2 separate regions of the Mus musculus genome follow, and region 2 is linked to region 1. Evidence: chromatin contacts called from public HiChIP or PLAC-seq data. All regions are on one chromosome and are shown on one strand. Each heading gives the region's core, a stretch centred on a gene start, on an enhancer-like site or on the middle of the called end of the contact. The rest is flanking DNA. Distances are from core to core; before and after follow the strand shown. Region 1 holds the start of Gtf3c6 (general transcription factor IIIC, polypeptide 6, alpha). Region 2 holds the start of Smpd2 (sphingomyelin phosphodiesterase 2, neutral).

Region 1 (5,585 bases), core at 2,215-4,714:
ATCTGCTCCTCTGCATCCAATTAGAAGCCCAGTCCTCCAGATCCCACTCCACAACACAAGGCTGCTGACCCCTGGTGTACTTCTGTGGCTACAAAGGTCACATGATACTCCAAGCTTCACCTCCTTGCTTATTTGTTGGTGCTGGGGACTGAACCCAGGTCTTCACAAATGCTAATACCCTCCAGGGAGATTTATCTCCTCATTTTACTTTTATGTTGAGACTGAGTCTAACTAAATCACCTGGCTGACCTTGAATTTTGGATCCTCCTGCCTCAGTCTCCGGAGTACTTGACAAGACAGTCCTTCACCTTCCCCGCCAAGTTACCAAGCATCATTTACAAAACAAAAATACAAAACAAACCCCAAAAACAAGACCCCTAATATTTCAGTATTTCCCAAACGTTTCCACAGACGTGCCTTTAACAGCAGAGGAAACTTTTAAAAGGTGAAAACGTTTACATACGCGTATGCGATGTAGCTCCGGGATGGTCCTTCCAATTGTTCAGCATTACTCTTTGTTCTTTGCTAAGATGGACTATAACCTGAAATTGGGACCTAAAAATAAGCCCTTTCAGGCTTGGTTCAGCGGTTAAGAGCACTGACTGCTCTTCCAGAGCTCCTGAGTTCAATGCTCAGCAACCACATGGTGGCTCACAACCACATGGTTGTGATGGCTTCTTCTCCTCCCCTCCCCCTTCCACCTCTGGAGTTCTGAGAAAACAGGTAAGCACCACCGCAACGTTTGTGTGGAGCTAGAGATGGAGTCAGGGCTTCCAGCGTCAGGGCTTCTGCTAACTGGGCCACATCCCTTTGGGGGGAATCAGAGAAATTTCATCATAGATGCTGGCATCATATGCAAATCTCATGATCTCCTCCACCTTTTTTTATTTCTTAACAGCACCTCACTACAAAGCCTTGGCTGGTTGGTCTGCAATTCACTATGTAAACCAGTCTGTCCTCAAACGCAGAGATTCATCCATCCATCTGCCCAAATGCTGGGACATCACAATTGCTTGTGCCATCACACCCAGCTATTTTTGTTTGAATGTGTGTTGCACAAACCATAATGTAGGTGAAACACCTATACACATACACACAAAAAATAATGAAATAAAAATAAAGAATTACATTTTATTTTCACAGCTATTATTACTCTCTATCGAGCTGGGATGCTTAGTATCTCTCAGTATTTAGTTGTACATGGCTGCTTGCAAATGGCTCTTTGCTATTATTTTCTATCAGAGTTTTTCAACTGAATTCCTTAGAACAGAGCATCAGTATAACCTGCACACTTGCTATCTGTCCTATACTGAACTTCCCAGAATTAGATTGCAGTGCTTCAGAGATCTGGAGAAGCCTTTCAGCACATTGTGATGCAGCTGAAATTTGAAGCCAAAGTTATCCTGCACTTTGTAGTTCCCGCCCCGTCCCGCCCCGCCCCGCCCCGCCCCCAGAGAGATGGTTTTTCTCTGTGTAGCCCTGGTTGTCTTGGATCTTACTCTGTAGACCAGGCTAGCCTTTGAACTCCTGAGTGCGTGGGCCATCACCACCAGGAAAGGATCAAGGGTTTTGAAGGTTCCAGGCCCTACAATTGAGCTACATTCCGAGTCTTGCACTTCATTTTCTCATACAAGTAAAGTACAAGTTTAAAACAGAAAAAACAAAAACTTACTGTATCTTACTCTTATGTAAGTGCAAAATGTTCATTTCTGAGACAAGATGTTACCTCTAAAGGCTCTTTTACAAGAACTCTGCTATAAAACATATTTTTAAGCCTGGTATGGTGGTGTATACCTTTAATTCCAGCAGAGGCAGGAAGCTCTCTGTAAGCTCGAGGAAAGCTTGGTCTACAAAACGAGTTTCAAGACAGCCAGGACTGTTACATAGAGAAACCCTCTCGAAAAACTAAAACAACAACAACAACAACAACAAAAAGGAGAAAATAAAAATTCTCATATAAGTTTTCCAAGTAAAAGAGCAAGAAGGAGCAGATTGTTAAATCACTTGTCGCCTCCTAGTGGCAGTGTCTTAATATTGCGACCACTATCACATTTAATATTCTTTATTTACTAGTTCAGGTTAATAGCCTTCCTCATAGATTTTTTTTTCCTCTGCAAGGAGCTTCAGTCATGCTTGCAGAAGACCTAAGTTTACTTCACACACAACTACTAATAGGACAAAATTCTTTCCTGTTTTGTTGTTCATAAGCACTTAAAATTTTTCTTGCAGTTAATGGTCTCGTGAACATTATAACTACATTCATACTAAGAACAAGAAAGGCAGGTCAGCCAGGCTGTAGTGAACACCCTAAACCCCAGCACTTAGGAGGCTGAGGCAGGCAGAAAGCAGAACTTGAGTTGGAGGTCGTCTGGGACCATACAGAGAGGAATGACCGGGCTACACAGTATAAGCCATGTAAAATACAAGAGGAAAGATATCCATTTAGTAGCTCAGGACCAAAGCATCTACTCTAACTTTCAACTAAATATAAAAGAAACCACTCAGACTGTGTCCTCTCCCTCTCAACCCTCAAGAGAGTTGAGAACGATCATCAATGGCAGATAGCAGTTGCAAAATGCAGCACTAAAAGCCGGCTTCACGCTCAGGAAAGGACACTCTGTCTCCTCCTCGTGGTTTCGGGTGCTCTACACAGTCAGAGAAACTTCTCTAGTAACAAACTATAGAAATGATCCCTGAAAGTATAGTCTTAGTTTAGCGTTGCCAGCCGCCGCGAGGCCACCTCTGACAGCACATTTTTAACTAATGGTGACATTCCCCACCCGCCCCCCCCCCCCCGCGAAAACCCCGTAATATTCTCCTAAGGAATACCATACACATGCACTTTCGAAGCTGTGTTCGTATATTATTTTGCAAAAAAAAAAAACAAAAACAAAAACTCATTCTGAATACTTATGACTTGTAAACTAACTCAGAATCAAGTTCATAATTAACATATTGAGGATAATAGCCAATCACACGCCAGTGTCTTCAGTCATCCTAAGAAAATCACTTCCGGACCAGTTTTAAAGGGTGGGTGCGGCTCCTCAGGCTGCGTTTTACTTAAGATGGGTGTTGATTTGTGTCCTCTGCGGTCTGAATTCCACCCTGTCCCAGTAGCGTCACTGCTGGGTTTGTGTTAACTAAGTAGCCACTCTGGCCTAGAATTTGCATTAATCCTCTCCCTCCCGCGTCCTTAGATGTTGGGATGAAAAGTGGAGGCCACCATTGATCCTCTAGTCTCCTTCGGCAGACAATAAACGTGAGGTTTTGTTTTATAGTGGAGGCAGTTGATTACGCTCATCCTCAGCTACTTACTGAGTTCAGTGTAGCCTGAGCTCTATGAGCCACGTTCTTCAAAGTGGGGCTAAATACCCTAAATTCCCGAAGCTCGGAGCGTGTCGAGTCTCCACGTGGGACCCACTTACGGAAGCCTGGCGTCGCCATCTTGCTTTCTGGCCGGAAGCCGGACGCCGCTGCCCGTATCCAAAATGGCATCCACAGGGGGCGTGGCCAGTGATGGCGTCTCCGAACGCTATGGCGGCGGCAGTGGATCCCATTTGGGAGGACTTGGAGGAGGAGGAAGAGGAGCTAGAGGAGGTTGTAAGCGAGGGTCAGAGGCCTGCGGCGCGGGCGGTCTTGGTTGAGCCACCCCTGGGTGGGGAAGGGAGTCTGGGATGCGGACGGAGGGAGGGAGGCCGGTAGACAGCTCGCTGGCTTTCCGAAGCCCGAGAAGCCGTGGAGGGCTAGCTTCAGTTCTGGTTTACCCATTCTAGAAAGAATCGGTTTCCACCAGAAACTGGATCGAGTTTTCACAGAGAAATTTGGGGCATTTCTTATTTACTGCCCCTTGTCTACCTTATTAACTTTGCTTTCTTCCACCAGGAGCAGTTTGTTCTGGTAGAATTGTCAGGAATCATTGATTCAGACTTTCTCTCCAAATGTGAAAATAAATGCAAGATTTTGGTGAGTCTTAGAATTCGGGGAATGTTGTAGATTTTCTTAAAGTTAAAACAAGACTAAAAGGTGATATGCTTGTCCACAAAGAGAGAGACGTTCATCCCACCTTACAAAGCAGTGATCAAACGCTCCAGGCTCATACCAGAAGAGTAGGTTACAAGGGAGGGATTCTATGGGAGCAGAGAAAATGCCTGACTGCTTCTTCTTCACTGTCTGAATGTGTGGCTGGAGAGAAAGAGCAAAACACCTTGTATGAAACTTCTGGGGGACTTTCAGGACAAAGCCTAATCCATGCTGTTAAGCAGTGCCTGCCTTCCTTGTAGTGGGCGTGGCCTCAGTTCTATCCTCCAATAGTACCACAGTTGAGTGTACTAGTCTGGACGCAGACTCTGGTCTAAGTGTGGATATGTATGCAGTGTTGCCCGGCCGGTCACCAAGTACCCATGTCACCTGCTTCACCATGCCTTTGGTGTGTCTTTGGCTCACTCCTCACAAGCCAATTAGGAAAAAATAGCATGAGAGCAGGCTGTCCTGGTGCACACCTGTAATGCCGGCACTGGAGAGCCCAAGGCAGGCGGATCCGAAGTTCATTGTCATCCTACCCCCCAACTCCCCGGAATGCCCTGGAACTCACTTTGTAGACCAGGCTGGCCTCGAACTCAGAAATCTGCCTACCTCTGCCTCCCAAGTGCTGGGATTAAAGGCGTGCGCCACCACCGCCTGGCTCATTGTCATCCTTAATGATATAGTAAGTTCTAGGCCACCTTGATCTACAGAAAGCCCTGTCTTCAAAATGCCTGGAGAAGACACAGTTTAAAATATTACGTTATTGCCTGATGATGATACATACCTTTAATCCCAGCACTCATGAGGCAGAGGCAAACGGATCTCTTAAGTTTGAGGCCTGCTTGGTCTGCAGAGTGAGTCCCAGGACAGTCAGGGCTGTTACACAGAGAAACCCTGTCTTTGGGGGATGGGGGTAGGGATGGGGGATAAAGCTGTTATCAAAATTTTTGGGCAAAATCCTTGGCTTCAAATATTTAAACAGGTTAATTTCTGCCACTTACCCCAACATGCCAATCAGAGATGAGTAGTGTGGTGTACATAGCAAGTTCTAAGACAGACAGACAGACCCACAGAGAGACCCCGTCTCAAAACGACAACAGAAAGTCCACTCAGGCATGGTGGACATTTTTTTTAAAGATTTATTTATTTATTTTATGTATATGAGTATACTGTAGTTGTACAGATGGTTGTGAGCCTTCATGTGGTTGTTGGGAATTGAATTTAGGACCTCTGCTCACTCTGGTCAACCCTGCTTGCTCTGGCCTAAAGATTTATTATTATAAATAAGTACACCGTAGCTGTCTTCAAACACACCAGAAGAGGGTGTCAGATTTCATTATGGGTGGTTGTGAGCCACCTTGTGGTTTCTGGGATTTGAACTCAGGACCTTTGGAAGAGCAGTCAGTGCTCCTAACCACTGAGCCATCTCTCCAGCATGGACATACTCTTAATCCCACCCAATGCATAGGAAGTGCAAACAGGCATATCTCAGTGAGCTGAGGCCAGCCTTGTGTCAGACTCACGGATGGTCTGCCTCTTTGCCTTCCAAGTGTGAAAGGCAT
Region 2 (5,753 bases), core at 530-3,029, 1.2 Mb before region 1:
CACTGTAGCTGTCTTCAGACACTCCAGAAGAGGGAGTCAGATCTCCTTAAGGACACTCCAGAAGAGGGAGTCAGATCTCATTAAGGATGGTTGTGAGCCATCATGTGGTTGCTGGAATTTGAACTCAGGACCTTCGGAAGAGCAGTCAGTGTTTGTTGTGACTTAATCCCTGAGCCATCTCTCCAGCCCCTACAATAAAGTTTTATTAGAACACTTATATCCTGTGTCCACCGCTTTGCTTTGTTATGAAGACAAAGTATTAATAACTATGTAGCCCAGGCTGGCCATCAACTTCCTGTCTTGGCCTTTTGGGTGCCTGTGTTACCATACCTGGGCACACTGTTTTTCTCAACATAAGTCTAAGACTGTGTCCCAGAACACCTAACATATTTACTAATTGAACTTCCCAGGAAGAAAAAAAAAAGGTTGCAAACACTTTGCCTGCAGTGTGGAACAACCACAGGAAATATTAATGTCTTAAGAGAGTCAAACAAGAAAGAGAGAGAGAGAGAGAGAGAGAGAGAGAGAGAGAGAGAAGGGAGGAAGGAAGGAAGGCCACTTTAGCTGTAAGACACTGGTTCATGTCTCAAAAATACCAAAAAAAAAAAAAAAACCCAATAAAGAAACAAACACAAGCACTAAGCCTTCATCTTCCAACACACACACAAGACAGCACTTTCACTCTGGATGCTAGAGCAAGCAAGGGTGTGTGTGTGTGTGTGTGTGTGTGTGTGTGTGTGTGTGTTCTGAGGGTGAATTCTACTGCCCTTGCTCTCCAGCTGGAAAAAACAAGCACAAACAAACTAGTTGCTGGCTCAGGGCTGCGTGTATTTCACCACCGTACCCCCCAGGTTTTTTCCTGTTTCCAGGTAGCAGGCGTGCTGCGGCATGATTGACCTGGCTACATTTGTTTGTTTCCTGGTGCATAAAATATCATTCTACATGTTTACAAATTCATACTTGGATTCTTCACAGCACTTCTGGGACATCTCTTAAAAATCTGAAAAGTATCTGATTCTGCTAAAATGCAGAAACAACTACAGAAATTATAAAGGAAAGGCCCTTCCAAAATTAAAGTACTAAAAAAAATCACAAGTGTTTTTTTCTTTTCTTTTCTTTTTTTTTTTTAAACTAGAGGCGGGGAGGCTGAGGTGGTATCTGGGGCACCGGGTTACCTCAGCGATGGTCCTGAAAGCTGGAGCTTTTGAATATTTTCCCGTAATTTTGAATTTTGTAAATCCATAATCCAATAAAAAATTTCACGTGAACTAGCATTTCCATGCATAGGTGTTCCGAAATTACCATTTTCCCAATACGGATCCCCGCGAACGCTCGCTCGCGCTCCGAGTCTCTTCCAGGTCGCCCTTCCTTGCGACCAGCATTTGTTCTCTATGCCCCCATCCAGCCCTAGGACAGAACGTGGACCCCCGCCCGCCAGCGCAGGCGACACCGCGGCAGGGGGCTGAGGTGCGCACGGCGTCTGGGGCGAGGGGTTACCTCAGCGATGGTCTTTGACACCTGAAAGCTGGAGCTTTTGAAGAGCCCCACCACCTTCAGCTTCAGGGGCGGCTCGGGCGGCAACCGCACGTGACATGCTGGGGGCTTCGACTTGGGCCGGCACGGCTGCTGGGTGGCCATGGCAGGGACAGCAGAGAGCCCGGAACACAAATAGTGCGAGTCGCCAGGGCAACCGCGTGGCTCCTCCCCGAACGCCCGCAAGGGGCGGGACCTGAGTGAGTTCGTGGGCGGGGCCTCGCATCAACTTCAAGCCTGTTGCTGGTGGAAGCCGAGCCGGGAACAAGGGAGGAACCTGTAGGCCGCGGTGCGGAGAACCCACCGAAGGACCTAAGAATCTGGAACAGTCCACCCGAGATTCCTTCCAGGACTGCCGGCGGCCTCGCGCAGCCAGCCCGGGATTTGCAGCCGACCTTCTTTCCGGGTGGAAGGACGGCCTTTGTCCCAGTAACGCAGGAGTCGCCCCCCACCCCCAACCAGCTCGCGTTCCTGGGTCGGGGCAGCGCAGGACAGGGCAATAAGCCTGTGCGCGCAATCCGCCTCGCCGCCCTTGCTCCGAAGCACTCCAGCCATGAAGCTCAACTTTTCTCTACGGCTGAGAGTTTTCAATCTCAACTGCTGGTAAGTAAGTGCTCCCAGGCGTGGGCTGCAGCCTCGGAGCCACCTTCCAGTCCCCTCTCGCACATGCCTAGGAAGGAAGCAGGTCTTCTTCAGCCGAGCTAGACCCTGTCCTTCCCGAACCACCAAAGTCCACATCGCCTAAAGACCAGAGCTTGGGTGGTTGCAGCAATCACCAAAGTCCCTATCATCCAAAGCTGAGGTGATGACAGCAGTAATCGTCCCAAACCTGGCCCATGTCTTTCCTTTTAAATGATTTACTTTTATTTTATGTACATTTGGTGTTTTGCCTGTATGTATGTCTGTGTGAAGGTGCCAGATTCTCTGGAACTGGAGTTACAGACAGTTGTAAGCTGTCATGTGCTTGCTGGAAATTGAACTGCTGACCCATCTCTTCTGCCCCCTGCGTCCTCCACCCCTTTTAGGGACATCCCCTACCTGAGCAAACATAGGGCGGACCGCATGAAGCGCTTGGGAGACTTTCTGAACTTGGAAAACTTTGATCTGGCTCTCCTGGAGGAGGTGAGGTTGTAGGGCAGGCTAGGTTGGAGGAGGGCAGCAGGCGGCAGGCGGCGCAGGAAAACTGTTCTGTCTGGGATGAAATCCAAGCAAGTATCCTCACCTTCTTCCTCAGGTGTGGAGTGAGCAGGACTTCCAGTACCTAAGGCAAAGGCTATCGCTCACCTATCCAGATGCACACTACTTCAGAAGGTGAAAAGCCTGTGTTCTCAGCCTGTTCTCAGACGAGGAAGCTCTCCAACATTCTTGCTTGCACCCTCGATCTTCTTCCTCTGGGTGTGAGAAGAGCAGGCCGTCACCCTCATCTTGCAAGGGCTGCTGTCTTAGGCTTTGTTCTGGGGTTGATCTTAGCAGTAGAGCTGGGAGACCGCGGAGGGGAAGAGGGCTGGCTGGGTACTCCCCTCCTTGCTCTTCTGGTTATTAAGCAAGAGTTGGTTTTCAGCGGGATGATAGGCAGTGGCCTCTGTGTGTTCTCCAAACACCCAATCCAGGAAATCTTCCAGCATGTCTACAGTCTGAATGGTTACCCCTACATGGTAAGGATCTCTTCCCTATCCTTGCTAACACAGACTGGACGCAGCCTTCCTGGGGCCTTGGCAGGAGGGTGTCAGTACCCTGAGTTTTTGTCTTCTCTTGCCTGCAGTTCCATCATGGAGACTGGTTCTGTGGGAAGTCTGTGGGGCTGCTGGTGCTCCGTCTAAGTGGACTGGTGCTCAATGCCTACGTGACTCATGTGAGTGGGGCTAGCCAGGCTTAGGCAGTGGGTCAAGCAGCCCAATGCTATGGTGGAGAAGAGACGCCACTAGTTAGTTCTGCTGCCTGGGGATAAGGCATGGGATCAGAAGCTAGCATTGGGCAAGGTTCACCCATTCCCTGTCACACTCTGCCATGTGACAGATGACAAGCTTGATTCAGACAGCCTTCTCTTTGATTTCACCTATTCCACTTTAGCTACATGCTGAGTACAGCCGACAGAAGGACATCTACTTTGCACACCGTGTGGCCCAAGCTTGGGAACTGGCCCAGTTCATCCAGTGTGTGAGCCTGGGCTTGATGGGGGCTGTGGGGTGGGACGGGGGTTGAGGAGTGGCAGTTATCCTTGAGAGGGCACATAATAAGGGAAGAATTTCCTCCTTGCCGCTCTTCCCCCAACTCAGCCACACATCCAAGAATGCAGATGTGGTTCTATTGTGTGGAGACCTCAATATGCACCCCAAAGACCTGGGCTGCTGCCTGCTGAAAGAGTGGACAGGGCTCCATGATGCTTTCGTTGAGACTGAGGACTTTAAGGTGAGAGACTGTTTCCCACCAACTCCACACTTGTTCCAGTCTTCCTGTCTCTTAGCATCCTAGCCACCTGTTTCCCTAGGGCTCTGATGATGGCTGTACCATGGTACCCAAGAACTGCTACGTCAGCCAGCAGGACCTGGGACCGTTTCCGTCTGGTATCCGGATTGATTACGTGCTTTACAAGGTCAGGCTCTTATTCCCGGTGTGCCTTCTCCAGTATCTTCCTTCCTCTGTCACTAGCCCACGCTTTAGTTCAGCTACAGTCTTGGGCCACTGATGGCTAAAGAATAGAATCCTGTCGGCTGGTTCTCTGGGAGAATTTAAGCTTCTCCATGTTCTTGCTCTTCCTAGGCAGTCTCTGAGTTCCACGTCTGCTGTGAGACTCTGAAAACCACTACAGGCTGTGACCCTCACAGTGACAAGCCCTTCTCTGATCACGAGGCCCTCATGGCTACTTTGTATGTGAAGCACAGCCCCCCTCAGGAAGACCCCTGTACTGCCTGTGGTAAGCAGCATTTCCTTTGCCCCCTCTACTTTAAGGCAGCCCCGCCTCCATCCTGACCCTCCCCTGCTCTACGTTCTCTCTTTTTCCAGGCCCACTGGAAAGGTCCGATTTGATCAGCGTGCTAAGGGAGGCCAGGACAGAGCTGGGGCTAGGCATAGCTAAAGCTCGCTGGTGGGCTGCATTCTCTGGCTATGTGATCGTTTGGGGGCTGTCCCTTCTGGTGTTGCTGTGTGTCCTGGCTGCAGGAGAAGAGGCCAGGGAAGTGGCCATCATCCTCTGCATACCCAGTGTGGGTCTGGTGCTGGTAGCAGGTGCAGTCTACCTCTTCCACAAGCAGGAGGCCAAGGGCTTATGTCGGGCCCAGGCTGAGATGCTGCACGTTCTGACAAGGGAAACGGAGACCCAGGACCGAGGCTCAGAGCCTCACCTAGCCTACTGCTTGCAGCAGGAGGGGGACAGAGCTTAAGAGCTTAACAATAAAACTTGCTTGACACACTCTAGTGGCTCTACCTTGTTCCTTGCAGAGGCATGATGGGAACTGAAGGTCAGTGGCCTTGTCACTGTGTGGCTTTAGAGCGTTGGCCTCTCACTTGCCTTTTTTGCACACTCCCGTCTCCTGCCAGCACAGAGCATAAACCCTGTTCATGGTCATAATCCTTTTATTGTAAACAACGAAGCCTCTGACTAAGCAGTCCAGATGGCGGAGGTACAGCCCTTGTGATGGTGTCTTGCTTACGGGGCAGGGAGGCAGCTAACCATCATCTTCTAGCCCTGGGCTCCCATCTATGCAGGCATCTCTCTGAGCCTCCGTTCCTCCTGGAATTGGATCAGAGCATCCCGCTGGTTCACCACCTCCAACAGCTTCCTTAGGACCTGGTTCTCAGACTGCAGGTCGGCCTCTGTCTTCATAGTTTCTAAAAGGAGATGAAGCTTAGACCACAGGAACCTGGCCAGAGGACTGTGTTCCTTGGTCAGTATCCAAGGTCATGAGGTAGCCCACAGACCTTCCCGATTCATGTAGCCCCGCAACTCGTGGTCTAGCTGCCGCTGCTTCTCTTCCAGATCCAGCTCCTGCACCCTGTGGAAACGAGAGACAGCAGATGCACAGCTTGGCAGGGCACTCACAGGGATGGGACCTGGCTCCCATGCCATGTCGCCACCCCCCTACCTCCACCCCCCCCACCCCACCCCCGGCCTTACGTGATCATGAGCTCGGCCTCTTCAGTCACTAGGCTGTTCTTCTTCTGAATGAGCCGTAGCAGCTGATCCAGCCAGAGTTTCTTCTGCTGTTCTGGAGAGCCTGAGA

The links. HiChIP or PLAC-seq counts read pairs in DNA pulled down with a chosen protein or histone mark.
Region 2: a contact with region 1 is called in a FOXA1 HiChIP or PLAC-seq map of pancreatic cancer cells. The contact joins the promoter of Smpd2 here to the promoter of Gtf3c6 in region 1. A contact is called at or near these places in 4 of 39 promoter capture datasets (3T3-L1-derived adipocytes, liver, neural stem cells and 1 more), 1 of 484 Hi-C or Micro-C datasets (the 63-12 cell line), 2 of 115 datasets of contacts at active chromatin or transcription factors (embryonic stem cells and pancreatic cancer cells) and 1 of 9 other capture datasets (adipose tissue).

Annotation. Positions count from the first base shown.
Region 1 is chr10:40,255,591-40,261,175 of GRCm38.p6, reverse strand. It overlaps Gtf3c6 (general transcription factor IIIC, polypeptide 6, alpha), which reads left to right and starts at 3,464. Exons shown (of 6, transcript NM_026113.5): 1 at 3,464-3,597; 2 at 3,883-3,963. The coding sequence starts at 3,517. It overlaps Rnu3a (U3A small nuclear RNA), which reads right to left and starts at 2,708; the gene lies at 2,497-2,708.
Region 2 is chr10:41,486,366-41,492,118 of GRCm38.p6, reverse strand. It overlaps Smpd2 (sphingomyelin phosphodiesterase 2, neutral), which reads left to right and starts at 1,779. Exons shown (of 10, transcript NM_009213.2): 1 at 1,779-2,136; 2 at 2,559-2,655; 3 at 2,768-2,844; 4 at 3,095-3,188; 5 at 3,296-3,385; 6 at 3,604-3,686; 7 at 3,810-3,942; 8 at 4,022-4,126; 9 at 4,294-4,447; 10 at 4,537-4,947. The coding sequence starts at 2,087. The coding sequence ends at 4,913. Ppil6 (peptidylprolyl isomerase (cyclophilin)-like 6) reads right to left here and starts at 1,680. Exons shown (of 8, transcript NM_028430.1): 1 at 1,498-1,680. The coding sequence starts at 1,638. Mical1 (microtubule associated monooxygenase, calponin and LIM domain containing 1) reads right to left here. Exons shown (of 24, transcript NM_138315.2): 22 at 5,648-5,747; 23 at 5,452-5,525; 24 at 5,089-5,361. The coding sequence ends at 5,231.